2 separate regions of the Mus musculus genome follow, and region 2 is linked to region 1. Evidence: chromatin contacts called from public promoter capture Hi-C data. All regions are on one chromosome and are shown on one strand. The core of a region is the stretch at or near the end of the contact, and the rest is flanking DNA. Distances in the headings are between cores, read along the strand shown.

Region 1 (4,809 bases), core at 817-3,316:
CACACACACACACACACACACATATGCACTCACCACTCATATGCACACACACTTACATGCCCACACACTAACACATACGCACTCACATACACATGCCCACATATACACACGTTCCCCCACACACACAAATACATAAGCGCACTTACATACACTCACACATACACATGTACATACACTCAATACATGCACATACACATGTACACACATGCATGCATGCACACCCAAACACATACATATATGCACACATATACATATGAATAAACACCTATGCACACATGTGCACACATGCAGCCTCTCTGGACCCTCCTATGCTTCCCTCATAAATGACCACACAAGTGGAATAGGAGGATACAGAATTTAAGAGAAAAGTCACTATTCAAGCCAATAAACAATTACTAATGCAGAAGTCCAAAATATGTGCCTACAAAGTCACTATACCAAGAGATAGGCTTAAGCACTGGAAGATTTTAGTGGTGACATTACCATAAACCTACCAAGACAGGAAAGTGATTAGAACCCGATTTAAGTATCTGAAGTACATTTTTAAGTGCAGAGGGGTACTATAGTGTATGCAATGTATCTTACATGTGTGTGCAAGACACCAATGTTAAGAAATAATCTTTAAAATCTGTGATTAAATCCACTGTTCCCAAGTCTTTCCCCAAACTGCGGTACCTCTTATTCTCGGGTGTGCTTTCTGGTGCTCCCCCCGCCCACACACACACAAGCATGGTGTTCTGGGTGACTGACTTTTTTGCCTGTCCTGGAGTTGGTGCCACAGCCCTCTTCATGGATTCAGTTGTATGTGGTGCCCCTCTTTGTTCCAAATGCTTTTCTTGCATATTGCTGTTTAGTAGGGATTTTAAAATTGTCACTGGGTCTTCAGTGAGGATTGCACCAAATTCCAATGTTATTCTCCAGTGTACTGCAAAACGTGAAGGGGGTTTTCCCATGTGTTTTTAATAGGTACATATTGCCAACAAAAAGTTTCCTCAGTTTCTACGTTTCTTAGACATTATGGGCTTTTAACATTTTAAAATAATTTTCTAATTTTTTCTGAGGTGATCATAAAGTTTGCTAAGATGATAATAAAATTACTAAATTTTCTAAAATTGGACTATATCCCTCAATTCTGGGGTAAAACCTACTTACATGGTGTAGCTTTGATTTGTTCTCTCTCTCTCTCTCTCTCTCTCTCTCTCTCTCTCTGTGTGTGTGTGTGTGTGTGTGTGTGTGTGTGTTTGTATGTATGTGTACATTTTCATCTAAATCATAGGGTTAACCTGTAATCTTTCTTTTCCTGCCCTACAATTTTATAGAAAACATTGGGAGGTTTAAATCAGATAATTATATGCCAAGCGTTGCGATCAGCATCTGTACATGAAAGACTATGGCTGTTGCTGTAATTAGGGCTGTGCGGCTGCTGTGCACAGCTGCATCTGCTTTTGTGCTCCTGCCTCATTCTTGATAAGGTTCGAAGCGACTTCTCTGTCTTTTATATAAGTAGCTGTTTGTTTTGTGAGATGCCCCCCACCTCCTTCTATTTTATTATCTTTCAGTTTACCCTTGATGTGTTCTCTTCTGCTCTGTCTTTGGTCTAATTTCATTGTGTCTGTTTCGTTATTTCTTTCTGTCACCCTGAGTTGGAAGTGCCTTCCTCGCTCGCTCGGAACGGCTGCTCCCTGTTTTCACAACACTCCTGTGGGAAGCTTCCTTCTGACCTGAGGACGCTTGCTTCTCAGGGATGTGATGTTTGGGCATCTTTAAAACCCCAAATATGTCAAGAGTCCATAAAAGGCTTCACTTTGAAGCAATGAATAAATTAGAGATTTGTTTATGCATTTGCAGACGAATGGTTTTTGTGTGTGCTTGCTCTCTGCTGCTTTCATTCAGTGGAAATGAGGGTTTGAGGAGGGAACCTTGGCTCAGATGATACACCGTGCATGATATAAGCTCATGAAATTTCCAGTGTAGCTAGTACAGCCAACTTTTATAAAAACAGTCTTGTACGTTTTAGAAATTAATCCATGTTGTACATTAATTTGCTGAACAGTTGGCAGACATAGCTTTTGGGATCCAGTCACCAGCTTGCTTGAGTCTGTTATTCCCTTCAGCCGGGTATGTGTTAGCCATGTAATTTTTCTTTTACTGTATCTGTAAGTTTCTGAGAGAAAATTCATTTCAATCACTTTGTCTTCATTGTCCTGTTGATTCTCTACATGTTGAAGCCGTTGCATCTGGTGCATTTTTTTCTGCCTGCCGTATTTCTCAGTGATCCATCCATTTATAGACCTCTGAGCCTTCTGCTCTTCTGATTGTTTTTCTGCTTGAATTCTGTTCTGTGTGCTGTTGATCGTGCTGCGAAGGCTGCCTGCTCGCCTCCTGTTAGCATTTTCAGTGTTGTTCAGGAACTAGAAAGAGACAACGCACTCCCTGCCTGCTCTCTATTTTATGTACAATTTTTTTTAAGTTTGAATTCAACATTGTTTTGTATTCTCAAAAATACCTTCTCCTTGTTTTACAACACTCTTGCTAATTACAAAACTTGATTTTAAATATTGTTAGTCCTGACTAGTAATTTTCTAGATATTCATGATAGCTGCCATAAGGTCAACATGCTATTTATGGCAAGTTATCTCTCCCAGACTCTGTCTTGGCAGAGGGTCAGAATGATCAGTGTCTGTGCTTTTCATTATTGCGCTTCTCACCGCTTTCTGGAAGTTTGATCCCTCATGCACGGGGCCTGCGAGGAGCATTCATCTATCTCTCTCTCTCTCTCTCTCTCTCTCTTTCTCTCTCTCCCTCTCTCTCTCTCTCTCTCTCTCTCTCTCTCTCTCTGTGTGTGTGTGTGTGTGTGTGTGTGTGTGATACTCATCTCTTTATAATGATAATCAAAGAAGGTTTACTCCAAATGCCTTATAACTCTGTCCTTAAGTCTGACAAGGGAAAGCACACCCTGAACTTACCTTTCATGTGGAAGAAAGTTAAAGGATGCTAATGAAAACTGTGTCATTGGTGAGGCAGTCACCTTAGAACCACAAAAATCAGTTCTGGAGTTGCCCTTGAGCATTGAGATGTAACCTGTCTTTTTACTCAATTTACCATAGGTTTGGTTTTTTTTTTTTCCATCTAAAAAATACAAAATGACAGTGGTAAAATGAGCCTACGCTCGTAATGAACTTAATTTTTCAAAAGGAAAAGGAAGAAGTAGGTTTAGCAGAGCCCCTGGGAAAGGGGACAGAGAGGCGGCTGAGGGAGCGAGGAGGTTCTGAAGAGGTGAGGTCTTGTTCAGTTTTCACAGCAAATGTCATCACCTCACTGAAGAAATGTCACACTATAAAAAAAATCAAAATGCAAGTTTTTCTATTTATTTTCATACTAAAGAGCATGAATAATGTTTGGCTGTCATTTTTTAAATTATGTACTTTTTCCTTTTGTGTTTTAAGGGTGTCACATTTCTCCTAAGTACTTGTCAACCGAAGAGCCTCATGTACATGTTTCCTGTCATCATTTTAATGCTTTTAAGTAATCCTAAGAAGTGTATGTTTGAGTGTGTGCATGACTGGGAGTGCATGTGCTAGTGTATGTGCGTGTGTTTAGAGGCAAAAACACAAGAACAGAAAGCTGGAAACCATAGGTGCAAAGAATCAACTGCTTTTCCTTTTACAGAGAAGCCTCTTCATGTAGTTGTTTTATGTGAGAGATTTCAAAAAAAAAAGATGTAGAAAAAGTTCTAATCAACTTCTGTACATTATGTAGAACTTCATTTTCTAAACTCTGCAAAAGAAAGTTTCATATTTAATGGGAAGTCATGAATTATTCCATTCATCATCCACTTCCTCCTTTCAAAGGCGCGATCTGGATAAAAGGCGGGGTGAATAATTTCAAAAAATACAATACATTTTTAATGGGAAGGTGCAAACCACAGACTCTCACGACTCCCAGCAAGAGTGCAAGAAACGGAATTTTACTTGCAAAACTCAGGAACTCTGGCACAGGCAAAGTGTGAGGCGTTCCCTGAAAACAGCCAGGCCGGACCCAGAAAACATGTTGGTCGGGTTGCCACACGGCCTTGCCTTTGTTGTAAGGCACAGGTTGTTCCCTAAGATTAGCTCTCCGGCTTTCTCTTCTCCTATTTTCCCATTTCACTCACCTTACATGGAGAACCAATTGCTTTATTTATAGAGATGAAAGCCGAAATAAAGAAAGTGGGTTTTTGTTTTGGGAGGGGCTTTTTTGAGAAAAACAACCTCAAATCTTATGATTTCAAAAATTGTGTAGGACACAACAAATTACATATAAAAAATAGTAGATACAATATTCTGTGGGTGGAGTTTTATGCTACCATAAATTATCATATTAATTTACACGAAAGTATTCAGTTGCTGTAGCAACATTAATACTTTGGTGTGTTTGTAGTCATGATATGTGAAATTAATTTTTACTTCACATTCAGTGTTTATCAGGACACAATATAATAAAATTATATTACCTACTGAGTTCCTTTTTCTCACTAAAAGTCACTTTAGAAACTGTACTTCTTTGTTGGCTCTCCAAGGGTTGAAAATTACAGTGTCGTTTGAACCACAACAAACAAAACTAATAAACAAACAAACAAACAAACAAACCAAACACCATAAATCTCTGTGTCTGCTCCTTTTACCCAAAGGTGTTCATTCTGGCTTAATATTCATTCCCTGGAAAAACTCTTAAAAGGGCACTCGGTGCACAGCGCACTCACTCTGCCTGGTTCCGCAGTTGCTGCTCTACTCTAAGGCAGTTTCACCCTGACCCTCTTACAAAGGTTTG
Region 2 (4,809 bases), core at 1,419-3,918, 1.0 Mb after region 1:
TCAATGCAAATTCCTCACACACATGCCCACAGTCTGAGCTAGTAGTTCCTCTGTTGAGACTTTCCCATCAGATGAACGGTGGCAAAGTTGACAATTAAAGCTCAGAACACATGGTCTGTGGCTCAGGATGCCATGGCAGATACAGGGTAAACAATATGAGTGAAGACTATTGTGTTCTATGTAAGCCAGCATTTTCCTGCCTTAATATGTTTAAAATGAGTGCTTTCATTTTTATTCTGATACCCTCGCTGCATCGTAAGCCAGTTCCTGTAAGTGAGCTGAGCATCCACACCTGTAGAACCTTTAAAGGGATGAGCTTATAAGGGTCTTTAAAAAAATGCCTCTCTACAATTTCACAATTTTTTTAATCAAACAGCTTTTGCTTGGAACTTTAGAAGGCATTTCTCCTCTGGACTAAAACTAGTAAAGAAAAAGATTAAAAACAGAAATAATACAGCATGCAGGTACTTTGCAATTGAACACAGTCTGCCCCCACCCCCACCCCCGCTGCTGCTTCTTAGCGTCTGGTAGAACGGCAGTTGAGCGATGGATATATTTAGTGAGGTTCCCCAAACATCCAGATAAGCTTCATGAGTGTAAGAGACAAAGTCAGAATTGTGTCACTTTCACCGCGTGCCACATGTCTGCCTTTTAAAGTCTATTAAATATAAACAAACAAAACCAAGAGTGACTTTGCTGCATGTCTGTGTGGAATCCGTGTGTTTTCAGAGCAGACCTCAGTAATGTATATAGATCCTTCTACCTAGCCAAGGGGATCCCCAACAGCCTCAGCTCATCGAATGAACCTCCGAAGCTGACTGAAGGGATGACAAGCCAGAGAGCTACTACAGAGAGTGTTAGGGGAACTAGATCATGCACTTGACTTTCATGGTTTGGGAAGACATGGAAGGTGAAATAACTAATATATTGTTCAAGATTTTATTTGTATTGGGGGAGAGTGGGAGAGAGGGGAGGGAGAGATGCCTGCATACATGTGGGTGCCTACAGAGGCCAAATGGCATCCTATCTCCTGGAGCCAGAGCTACAGATACTTGGGAGGCACCCCACACGAGTGCTGGGAACTGCACTCTGGTTCTTTGCAAGAGCGGCCACTGCTCCTAACACTAACCCATCTCTCCAATCCCATAACTACTATTTGTCAGAGCTCTGCATGGGTTGCTCCTACATCAGGACTGGAGCCAATAATCCAAACTATGTTCAAAGAAGTTTCCAGAATCTGCATATTTACTAAGTAATACCCCAAGGGGGAGATGTCATCATGGGTTCTGACTTACGCTCTCCTCTCATGTGCCTGAGCTACCTGTCACCCTTCTGGTGTGTGGGCACCTGGGCAGGTGTTCCATGTGTCTTTCTTCAGAGTGGTGTGTTTTCCCATCCCCCACCATGGGGGACGCTTGCTTCTCTAGGATCTTTCCAGAAGGTCTTACTACACCAAACCTTCTTCTCCGGAACCTGTTGAAAGCTCGTTCTGTGAGCTGAGTGTTTACAGCTGTGAAACAGAATTGGAATTATTTTTTGATTGTGGACCTATCACAGGGCCTGGCTTCCCAATAAACCCTTGGAAATACTTTTGGGCTCAGCTGCTGTAGGCACCTGTAAGTTCTGGTATACAGCGACAGCCCGTTTAGGCACACATATGTTCTGGTATACAGCGACAGCTGGCTTGCCAGCTTTCCACAAAGAGAAAGACTACAGAAAACAATATTTTAGGCACAAGGACATTGGTAGATGCTGGCCTAGCATTTAGGAAGCTCTGTGGGCCGATCCCATAACCATACACAGAAACTGGGTTTGGCAACTCATGCCTGTGTGTCCTGTGCTAAGGAGGTGGAAGTGGGAGGACCCAGAGTTTTCAGTTGCCCTGGGCTTCAGAAGGAGTTTCAGGCCAGTCGGGGATAACAGGGTACCCTGTCTAAACAGGAGGAAGGGACAGAGAGACGGCTGTGAGGAGAGCAAATCCAAAGACAAGAATTTGGTTCCAGGAACTGATCAGAGAACTGATCCTGTTAGCTGTTCTCTGACCTTCCCATATGACCAGAAACATACACAATAAACAAATAAACTAAGAAACACGTTCATAGACAAAAAATATCTACATTAGTCAAACACTGGTGTTCATATCTTCTAGTAATAAGTAATACCAATTTGGGTTGTGACCATACTTTGAGCTGGAAAGTGACATTTACACAGGGAAGCAGATGTGTTAACACTTTTGAAGTGGCTGACCTCTATAACACCCTTTCCAAACAGCACCTGTCTCTGAATAGCAACAAAGGGATCTTACGGTTTGTACTCAAACTGCGGCTGGCCTACTCTCTGGGCCAGCCGGTTGCAGGTGGCCTCGTCCAGTTGCTTTTCCCGGTAACTCCCTGAGTAGGTTGTCATGGAAGAAGCAGACCACCGTGTCTCATCCTGCCACAGTTGTTGGGCCTTGCGTCTGATCAGTTCGAACTCTGTAGAAGTGAGAGGGCTAAAGGGAAGCAGGATTTCTGGAGTCAAGTACAAGAAGTGTGTCATGGCTATGGGCGGGCAGCTGTGAGCAACAGCTTTTCAAGCCCTGGGCAGAGCGAGGCGCTCATTCCCTCCTAGTTGCAGGAAGCTCTTGACTGGGCTGACTAGACTTCTGAAGCCCGACAGCTCACAGAGAGAATCAGAGTGGTCGTAGGTCCAGTTACCAAGCAACAGGTCATAAAGTTCCACAAAGCCTATGTCTGCTCCAAGGACACGGATTTTCGCTAATTTGTAAGCTATAAAACTTTGAGCCATTGATCTAAGAAAAATACTGCTTCATAATTATGGCAAGAAGACACTAGGCAAAATTATTTGCCTATTGGTATTGACATAATATGGTATACCTTAAGGATGGTGGCTTAGGCTGTAGAAGCCAGAGATGAAGGATGCTCACTGAGGACCTAGGCTCTGAAGGCTGGTAAAATAACATTAGCTGTTTGTGATGCTAACAACAGGTTAGTGAACAGTTTTTGTGTGTCACAGAGCAGTGGTATGCCTGCTGGCTGATGGCAGGACAGTCATTTGGGGCTGTTAAAATAACAAGGAGCCCCAGACACCACCCAGGTTGTGATGTAATTAGCTTGGAGGGTTATTAAAAAGCCAATTCCTGAGCACGGTAAAGAACTGCCAGGGTTAAGAATCAAGGAAGTGGCTATGTCATGTTGAACTCTGAGGCTGAGAACTCAGAACTCAGGAGTCCTTCCTCCATAACTGCTCTGTACCTGGTTAATGTTTGCCTAGCCAGGTTTCTCCAGATCCACTGTCTTAGATAGGGTTTCTATTGCTGTGCTGAAACATCATGACCAAAAAGCAAGTCGTGGAGGAAAGGGTTTATTTGTCCTACATTTCCTGTCTTAGTTAGGGTTTTACTGCTGCGAACAGACACCATGACCAATGCAAGTCTTATAAAGACAACATTTAATTGGGACTCGCTTACAGGTTCAGAGGTTCAATCTATTCTCACCAAGGCAGGAGCATGGCAAAGTCCAGGCAGGCACGGTGCAGGAGGAGTTGAGAGTTCTATGTCTTCATCTGAAGGCTGCTAGCAGAATACTGACTTCCAGACAGCTAGAATGAGGGTCTTAAAGCCCAGGCCCACAGTGACACACCTACTCCAACAAGGCCACACCTCCAAATAGTGCCACACCCTGGGCCAAGCATATATAAACCATCACACTTCCACATCACTGTATATCACCAAAGAAACCTGAAAGTAGAACCCAATGCAGAGGCCATGGAGGGTGCTGCTTACTGGCTTGCTCCTCATAGCTAGCTCAGCATGCTTTCTCAGAGAGCCTAAGACCTCCATCCCAAGGATGGCACCATCCACAATAGGCCCTCCTCCATTGATCATTAGTTGGGAAAATGCCTTACAGCTGATCTCATGGATGAATATTCTGGATTGAGGTTTCCTACACTCTGATAACTCTAGCTGTGCCAAGTTGACACACAAAACCAGCCAGTGCATTCACCAACACTTCCTTGGCAAATCAAAATGACAATGGATTTTTATGTTTGTCCCTTAGTTGTCAACTCCTGGAGTGGCACCGCCCATCTCTCCGTGTTTGGCCAAGTCACCAGGACAGGTCCTCATAACCCTGGTGCTGCCTTAGGCAATCACACCAGCACTGAGACACTTCATTCAACGCGATACACTGCCATCCCTGACTTCAGAAACTAAGTCCAAGGCAAACCCAGGAATATGCATTTTAAAAATATTTTGCAACATATTTTAAATTTCTGTGTGTGCACATATATGTAAGCCACATGCATGCAGTTGTTCATCAAAGCCAGAAGAGGGCGTTGGAGCCCTGGGAGCTGGAGGTAGAAGCACTTGTGAGCTGCCTGACATGGGTGTTGGAACCGAACTCAGGTCCTCTCTCAGAGCAGTTTGTACTCTTACCCAATTAACTATCTCTAGGGCCTGAGCATTGTAGTATTGATCACTTTGCAATATATGGGATGCTGATCTGGAGACAGGATTTTAGAACTTTTGAAAGTTCTGAGGTTGGCCCATTCCCTGACATGTTTCTCTGAAGTTATTGGCAAATACTGCATACCATGAGTGACTTTAAGGGCTTTCTTAAAATGTTAAAATCTAGAACATCAGGACCTTTGCTCCAGGAAAATTAATAGACTGCATCCCAAGCTGTTGCTTCTCCTGGGGAAAGGCCTCTTAGAGAAATCCAGAGACAACAGGACAGGGAGAGGAACGGGTTATCCTGCTGTCATCAACCTACGCGTGGTCAAGGAGAAGCCAGCTGTATGTGCCTTTGT

What was found. Promoter capture Hi-C pulls out the DNA fragments that hold promoters and counts their contacts.
Region 2: a contact with region 1 is called in a promoter capture Hi-C map of hippocampal neurons, with 4 times the contacts expected there. The contact joins the promoter of 1700011L22Rik here to the enhancer-like site in region 1. A contact is called at or near these places in 4 of 39 promoter capture datasets (embryonic stem cells, hippocampal neurons, liver and 1 more).

Annotation. Positions count from the first base shown.
Region 1 is chr8:78,231,660-78,236,468 of GRCm38.p6, forward strand. All of the region lies in intron 5 of Ttc29 (tetratricopeptide repeat domain 29), which reads left to right. Among named protein-coding and RNA genes, the nearest start is that of Ttc29, 21 kb to the left of the region's middle. Within about 2 kb of position 2,067, at least 7 of the 459 cell types and tissues checked have an H3K27ac peak or open chromatin away from gene starts, as enhancers often do. A contact at or near this core is called in hippocampal neurons, where this site is marked.
Region 2 is chr8:79,245,915-79,250,723 of GRCm38.p6, forward strand. 1700011L22Rik (RIKEN cDNA 1700011L22 gene) reads right to left here and starts at 2,669. Exons shown (of 6, transcript NM_026315.1): 1 at 2,306-2,669. The coding sequence starts at 2,538.